Regions from separate parts of the Hordeum vulgare genome. Here region 1 is linked to region 2. A link is a contact called in public Hi-C data. All regions are on one chromosome and are shown on one strand. Each heading gives the region's core, a stretch centred on a gene start, on an enhancer-like site or on the middle of the called end of the contact. The rest is flanking DNA. Distances are from core to core; before and after follow the strand shown.

Region 1 (4,077 bases), core at 401-2,900, 320 kb before region 2:
TTAAACAATAGAACAGAAGAAAAGCTTAAAATGGGACATACAAAGCCATTGGGATGCCTAAGATAATAGGCCCATAGACATAACGGGTCCATTTTCTCTGGACATAACATTTAGAGCGAACTCCTGATTTTTCAGAAACGATGGTAGCATTCCTCTGGGATACAAAGAACTAAGGTTTCAGAAAAACAGGATTTCAGAGTTCTACTTAGCTAACAAAGGTTCTCTGTAGCGGTTCCCAAATCTAAACATCAGCGCAAGATATCAATGATTCCTGTAACATAGAAAACGAGGGTCGTTGCATATAGCTATCATTCATGGCTTAAGGACAGACCCAGTTCTTGAAGCTACCACACCAGGTGGGATCTGGGGAAGGATTATATGAGGCAAGCCTAGAGGCTGCGGCGAACCCAGGACCTCTTGGCACAAGTGGCGGGGGGGGGGGGGGGGGGGGGGGTACTGTCAAAAACTCAAAATATTTGAATGCAACTAATTTCTCACTGAACAATAAGACATTATCAAAGTGAAGAAAGAAGCACTTTGAGCTTCTTATTAAGCATCCTCATGCCTACCTATCTTCTATACAGGTGTTTCTGCAGCTCAATGAAACTAAGTAAACGGTTAATCAGCCTACTAAACACATATGCAACAACATAAACGGACCCTAAACTGTAGTAACGGAAAGTCGTGTTATTAACGACCAATGCAGATGCACATAACAATGTCCGATAGATTTAGGTCAAACCCATCCAAGTTATTTCACCACCCAAATTGAAATAAAAGTCGCATCCCACAGGCACATTGCCCATCATTTGTCAGCCATTTATGTTGTCTAAACTCTAAAGCAGATACGACCTCAAGCCACTGCATCATCCCAAGAATGGAAGTAACAGCACAAGCGGAGCGGGAGCCAGGGGTGCATACCTAGGGAGGAGCACTTGTTGAAGCCCTCAAGGGTCATGACGGCGGTGAGAATAAAGACGAAGGGAAGGAGAAAGGCGAGGATGAGGACGGTGTGGAAGACGGTCCGGTACGAGAAGTGGCGCGCGGCGGTCTTGAGCTTCATCAAGTCTAGCAGCCCATTGCTACTGGAGATGGTGATGCTCCTCATGCTCGGCGAGAGCCGGATCTGCATCGTCGCTCCTCGTCGCCGCCGGCTGCGGCTCCTGCTCCGTCCTCGGCAGAGAACCCAGCGGGCATCGGCGTGGGCCGCGGCAGGCCGCGAGATTCAAAGACGCCATGACGGCAGCCCGGGGCAGGAGGAGGACGCGGCCGGCGGACCGGCCGGATCCGGCATTGGCGTGCCCTGGGAGGCAAGAGCAATCCACCAAGCGATCGATCCCCGGTCCTCGCAAGGGGGGAGGGTTTCTTGATTCCCCCTGTTTCCTGGTCACCCCAGAGGTCGAATCGGGGCTCCGATTGCTCTGCGCGCGCGCGCTCGCCCGCCGCCGCGAGGAGTGGAGATGGAGTGCGGGAAGGGTTTGATGATGATCTGAGCTTGTTGGTGGGTGAGCTCGAGATTGGGGGATTAGGGGAGGGGGAGGGAGGGGATTTGATTTGACCCGATGGATGAACAGGAGAGGGGAGAATGGGGGAGTCAGATCGGGTCGTGGTTTGGTTGGCTCGAACTCAAACCCGAATGCACGACGAGTTAGCTGATTGTTCTCTTCTTCTTTGTTGTTGGCTAACTACTCCTCTACACGATAGCCTGGCCCACACTGTATTATTGTTAGCCTTGATTTATTAAATTTATTAATGGAGTGGTTATTATGGAATGTGCCTTTCCTTTCTTTTTTCTTTCTTGACTCGAAAGTGCTTCATGAAGCTTTATATTATTTGTTATCATATAATATCTAGAGTAACCTTACTAACTTGTTTTTTTCAACATGCAATCATGTTACCTCATCATATAATTACGAATTAGATGAGGCACACCTCAACATACAATCATGCATGTGAAAAGACACACCACAACATTCAATCATGCATGGAAAAATGTTTTTCGTTCAATTATGCTACTTATATTCACCAAATATTATTACAACTACACATAATAAAATATAATAAGTCATATGTATTTTAAATTTTGGTTCTCATGTTATCAACTACACTTTTTGTCAAATGATACACACAACAATGTGCAGGTGTTCTCAAGTTATTTGTAGTTTGTAGTTGTTCCTATCAAAAAAGGTTGTATATCATTATCATCGTATGTCTTCCATGTATGAGACACAAAATGTTGAACGATAATCATATAGAACGCATCTTTTTCGTAGCCTGGCCACGGGACGGCCTTGCAGTCATCGGATAGCCCTTGCGGCCCTGTGAGGTTTGCTCATGAGGATGTCAAGACGTAAACGCGACCAATGTGTGAGGAGCAGCATATTTCACACGCTCTGGCCGTTACGTCGTATTGTAATCCAATACTGAATATATGAGCATTTTTGTCATAAATAAGCATATAAATCATGACAAATATTGTTAACAAACTATCTTTTATGGGGAAACTTTCAACCTATACATCAAATATCATAGCAATACAAAGCATAGAGATTACATTTAGGTCTATAGACTGCCTAGCTAGCAATCTTTTGTGGGCAAACTTTCATTCTATTCATCAACTATCACTGAAGTACAAAGAATAGAGATTACATCGAGGTATGTAAACCGCCTATCTAGCGAGCCGAATGTGCGTCGTCGTCATTGCCCCTCCCTCTGGAGTGCAGCAAAATTTGTTATAGTAGACAGTCAAAAAGTTGTTGTGCTTGTTGGAAATATGAGCAATTTACCATAGGATTTTATTAAAAGAAAAATTAGGGAAACCATGACTATCATAAAATAGATGAAACAAGACATGGAATATAAAGATGAGACAACGAAAGACATGTGCACATATGATCTAGAAGCGAACATATGTAGAGCCGTACTATATACACAAGTCATCATATGGAGTGATGAGCAGAAACGGAACATATCTAGAAGAGAAACTATAGCAAAAAGTTGTGGTAAGAACTCAACGAAAAAGAACATGAGAACGTACTCTGTTGCAGCAGCAGTAGGGTTGGTGTTGGCGTTGTCGTTGGCCATGTTACCGAAGAGGTGGTCGACGTCGGGGAAGTAGTCGTCGTTCGGAAAGAGATCGTCGGTGTCCGTGATGGAAGCCAGTAGTCGCGTTGAGCGCTCCCCAAAAACCTTATCGCCCTTCTCCCGTACAGGACTCGAAGAGACGTAGTTTCGGAGGCCTACTGTCCCGACCTACGGTGCACGCCGCAAGACGGGATGGGGAAGAACGTAGCAGCAGCACAGAGAAAGGAACTGGTGGCGGGAGGGAAGTTCTGATGCGTTTCTCTGGAGAGGAGCGGCCTCTCTTTTATAGGCACATGAGAAGGAGGCGAGAGACCAGCGACGGGAGTCGAAGAGAGCGAGGGATACGAAACGAACGAACAGCGGCGTTCGCTTTCAATATCCACTACAGCAAAATATGTTCAGCTTCTCCGAGTGATCTTTTGTATACCAGTCGTGCGTGGCAACAATTTAGTTCGGCTCGGCTCATTCCCGCAACCCGCGTCGCGACGAGGCGGACGGCGGAGGAGGAGGAGCGCGCGTGTATCTCTCTCTCGTTCTCAAGCTCATACATGTGTGAAAACATCCTCCCTTATAAGGAGGTCCAACTCCCACTAAACTAGCAATGTGGGACTAAACATTTCCATCTCTTGCCTTGCACAAATGGGTTGCGTGGGCCTCTAGGATTTATTAGGAATTTTCTGAAATGACATATTGGGCTGGCCCATAAGTAGATAAAATTCCAGCAATCCCCACCAGATCCCAGAGGCACACAAAATTTGCCTTTGGTTCTAAACACTGTTTTATATACCGATACTGCAGTGGAGACTATTAAGTTGAACTTCCACCTAGAACTCTATGCTACACTAGTAAGCAACTTGAACAGTGGACTAGGCCTTGAACTGCAAGTTTTCTGCGAATCTAGCTTCATACAGATCCTTGACCGATACTAGGCTACCGTGGGACTTCCCCGCGGATGGAGCTTATGCGTCATACTCCGAGACCTTTCATGAGTAT
Region 2 (3,962 bases), core at 727-3,226:
ACTGCTTCCCGAGCGGTAGTACCGCTCTCCGGAGCGGTAGTCCCGCTTATGTGCAGGCTCACTGGGTAACAATTGTATTTTCCCCTCCTACAAAAGGGGGTCCTATTGCCTAACGGATCTGATCCTTTGATCTGTATTTGCCCCCAATTGTTGACCTTCTTCGAGCTTTCTAACTCTCAATCCCTCCATTGGTTCTTGCTAGTTCTTGAGGAAAAAGAGAGAAAAGATCTAGATCTATGTTTCCACCAATCACTTTCTCCTCTATGTGAGGGGAACCCCTTGGATCTAGATCTTGGAGTTCTTTGTGAGCTCCTTCTTCTTCCTCTCATATTCCTTCATATCTTTTTTTGTTGTGGTGGAATTCGGGAGTGAGGGACTTAACCACTTCATGTGTTCTTGTCATTGCATTAGTTGCATCCGTTTGAGTTCTCCAAGGTAATACATGGAAGTGAAGTCTGAGAAGCTTATTACACTTGGGTGAAAGAAATCGCCCTCGAAGTAAGCAAAAATCACCCCCTCCCACGTGCACCATCTATCTTTGTAGCAAGCCCTTATGAGACCAGTTCCATAAAAAACACCTTCGCTCCCCTAACAAAGCAGCTCCGACGAGCCCCCCTCCCCTGCCCCTGAATTAAGGCGATGAGACCATCTGATACACTCGATCCCCAAGGCAACCCTTTAAGGAGATAGTCAAACTCCTCCGCTCCCCCTGCAACAGATCCCGACGATTCCCTCCTCCCCCACGAAGCGGCTCCGACGTGCCCTTGCACGTGTCCCCGCCACACGTTTTTTTGCAGATGATGAACATTTTGTATAAAGTTGGAAAAGGCGGCAGGTGTAAACGAGACGATTGACTGTCGCCTCGTGCCTAGGTGGCGCTTAAGCGCCCTAGGCGTTGCCAAGGCGGTAATACAACTTTAACTACCGGGGTGCATTGTAATATTATATCTATATCCATATTAATTTTGGACATATAAATAAGTTGGCTACCAGTTAGTGCCATTGAAATATTACCCATTTGACATGTCGGTGCAGTATGACATGATTTCTCGCGCGAGTAGATACTTTCTTTCTCGCTTGCCTAGAGTTCCATTTATGTCTTAAACGAGGCTTTTGGCCATCGCATACCATCCTTGCGTCAACTTTGCCGTTACGGACCCCGCGATGACCATGACATCGGATGGTTGATTGGAATCTCAAAGGAGAAGTGAAATGCTGCAAGGACCAACATCGGGTCGTGGAATGGACGTTGAAACGGAAGGACCTGCGCCCGTTTGCAGCAACAGTGAGTTGCCGTGGCGCGCACAATAGACGAGAGACCCACATCTATTCCGATCGGCTGACTCGCGAGGAGGTTTGCGAGAGCCCGGGATCAGTCGTTTTAGGTAAGGGAATTTTTTTGTCACTCTAGATTTTAGCAATTTTCCTTATGCCACTTTAGATTTTGACGTTTCGTTTTTGCCGCTCTTAGTTTTTGACAATTATCAGAATTGTCATTTCGTGGCAAAAACAAAACATTTAGAATGGCAATTGTTTGTCAAAAGCTAAGAGTGGCAAAAGTAAAATAAAATTATTTTGCTTTTTGCCACCAAATGACAATTGTGATAATTGTTAAAAGATAGGAGTGACAAAAGTGAAATGTCAAAATCTAGAATGGCATAAGGAAAATTGGCAAAATCTAGAGTGACAAGAACAAAATTTCCCCTTTAGATAAATGATTATTTAAAAAAAGATTTTTTTTTCGGAAGAGAAAAGATTGATTCACGGACTGCCGACGTGCACGCACGGCGCTGGCGACGTGAGCCGGTCACCAGCCTTTTTTTCAGCTGGGCCACCAACTAGCTAGCCAAACGCAAAACGGCACCTCGGTATCTCCTCCGCGTCGGGTCGCTCTCCTCCTCTCCTTTGCCCGAAATTGCGTGGTAGATACCGCAACCTTTCTCTTCGCATCGCCACCTGCCGTAGCCTCACGGGACTCTTCCCCCTTTAAATCCCCACCCCTCCCGTCTCCTCTCCGCTCATCCAAATCCTCCCCTCCTGCCAAGCGATCCCCGGAAAGTTTCCGATCGAATCGAAGCCAAGGCTTTCTCCTCCACCTCCGAGGTACGCGAATTTCAGACCCCGCTTCTCCTTATTGCTATCTCGATAGATTATTCTTTCGAGACGAGCATGTTATTGTTGATCGATTGCTGTTGATGCCGAGCCGTAGTAGTCGGTTGTCGCGAAATCCCTTCCGATTGTTCTAGGATTATTATCGGGTAGATCTGCCGATTCGGGATGTGATTGATCTTTGATTCTGTTCGTCTATCTAGCTGTCTAGTTGGTTCCGCTCGTTACATGTTAGTAGTACTAGTTCGAGACGATATATTTCTTGGTAGATTGCTGTTGATTGGGCTACGGGCTACGGCGTCAGTTGTCGTGAAATCCCTCACGACTATGCGTGGATTATTGGGTAGATCTGCCGATTTGAGATGCAACTGATGTTGATTCTGTTCATCTAGGTGTGTAGTTGATTGATTTCGCTCGGTTTCTGCTAAGTCGTTCAGACTTTGTGGCGCTTACGAGCCTTTTATATTGCACCTATGCTTGATCTGTGAAGGATGCACCTGAAATTCCCTACGTATCTTAGTTGTTGGGCCTAGTAGTTGCCGATCTTTCCTGTGCATCGGTTCTGCTCTGGGTCAAATTGTTGCTTATAATATTACTAGGATCTGTTAGCATGTACTTGTGCATCTGTTCTGGTCAGAAAATCATCTATATTCAGTATTCACTAGTATCTGTTAGCTTGTAAGTCAAACTTGATCTTGAATCTGTTCGCATGTAGTCAAACTTGAATATCGATTTTCATCTCTCTTTGATCTTACGCTTCTGGTTCATGTATGCTTTTATGTCCTGCAGATTTCGGTTTACTGGGTGCCTAATTATGGGTTTGGTCCACTTTATGTTTGCAGATGCAGATCTTTGTGAAGACCCTCACCGGCAAGACCATCACCCTTGAGGTTGAGTCCTCTGACACGATCGACAACGTCAAGGCGAAGATCCAGGACAAGGAGGGCATCCCCCCGGACCAGCAGCGCCTCATCTTTGCTGGGAAGCAGCTTGAGGACGGCCGAACCCTCGCTGACTACAACATCCAGAAGGAGTCCACCCTCCACCTGGTGCTCCGCCTCAGGGGTGGTATGCAGATCTTTGTGAAGACCCTCACTGGCAAGACCATCACCCTGGAGGTTGAGTCCTCTGACACGATCGACAACGTCAAGGCAAAGATCCAGGACAAGGAGGGCATCCCCCCGGACCAGCAGCGCCTCATCTTTGCTGGCAAGCAGCTTGAGGACGGCCGCACCCTTGCTGACTACAACATCCAGAAGGAGTCCACCCTCCACCTGGTGCTCCGCCTCAGGGGTGGTATGCAGATCTTCGTGAAGACCCTCACCGGCAAGACCATCACCCTGGAGGTTGAGTCTTCGGACACCATCGACAACGTCAAGGCGAAGATCCAGGACAAGGAGGGCATCCCCCCGGACCAGCAGCGCCTCATCTTTGCCGGCAAGCAGCTTGAGGATGGCCGAACCCTTGCTGACTACAACATCCAGAAGGAGTCCACCCTGCACCTGGTGCTCCGCCTCAGGGGTGGTATGCAGATCTTCGTTAAGACCCTCACTGGCAAGACCATCACCCTGGAGGTTGAGTCATCTGACACCATCGACAATGTGAAGGCAAAGATCCAGGACAAGGAGGGCATCCCACCGGACCAGCAGCGCCTCATCTTTGCTGGTAAGCAGCTTGAGGATGGCCGCACTCTGGCGGACTACAACATCCAGAAGGAGTCGACCCTCCACTTGGTGCTCCGCCTCCGTGGTGGCCTGTAAGTGCTTGGCCATGGAGCTGCTTATGTCTCTGGGCTCACAATTTAGCTGTCTTTGAATTATCGGCGTGTCCGTCATCTGGTCTAGCGTTATGTT

Evidence for each region. Hi-C and Micro-C count contacts between places; a contact is called where the count stands out from the background.
Region 1: a contact with region 2 is called in a Hi-C map of seedling, with 4 times the contacts expected there. The contact joins the promoter of LOC123398699 here to the promoter of LOC123452560 in region 2. A contact is called at or near these places in 3 of 6 Hi-C or Micro-C datasets (leaf and seedling) and 1 of 1 datasets of contacts at active chromatin or transcription factors (embryo).

The regions. Positions count from the first base shown.
Region 1 is chr5H:77,546,746-77,550,822 of MorexV3_pseudomolecules_assembly, reverse strand. LOC123398699 (probable galacturonosyltransferase 13) reads right to left here and starts at 1,650. Exons shown (of 6, transcript XM_045093149.1): 1 at 922-1,650. The coding sequence starts at 1,132.
Region 2 is chr5H:77,229,272-77,233,233 of MorexV3_pseudomolecules_assembly, reverse strand. It overlaps LOC123452560 (polyubiquitin-like), which reads left to right and starts at 1,976. Exons shown (of 2, transcript XM_045129227.1): 1 at 1,976-2,103; 2 at 2,952-3,962. The coding sequence starts at 2,952. The coding sequence ends at 3,869.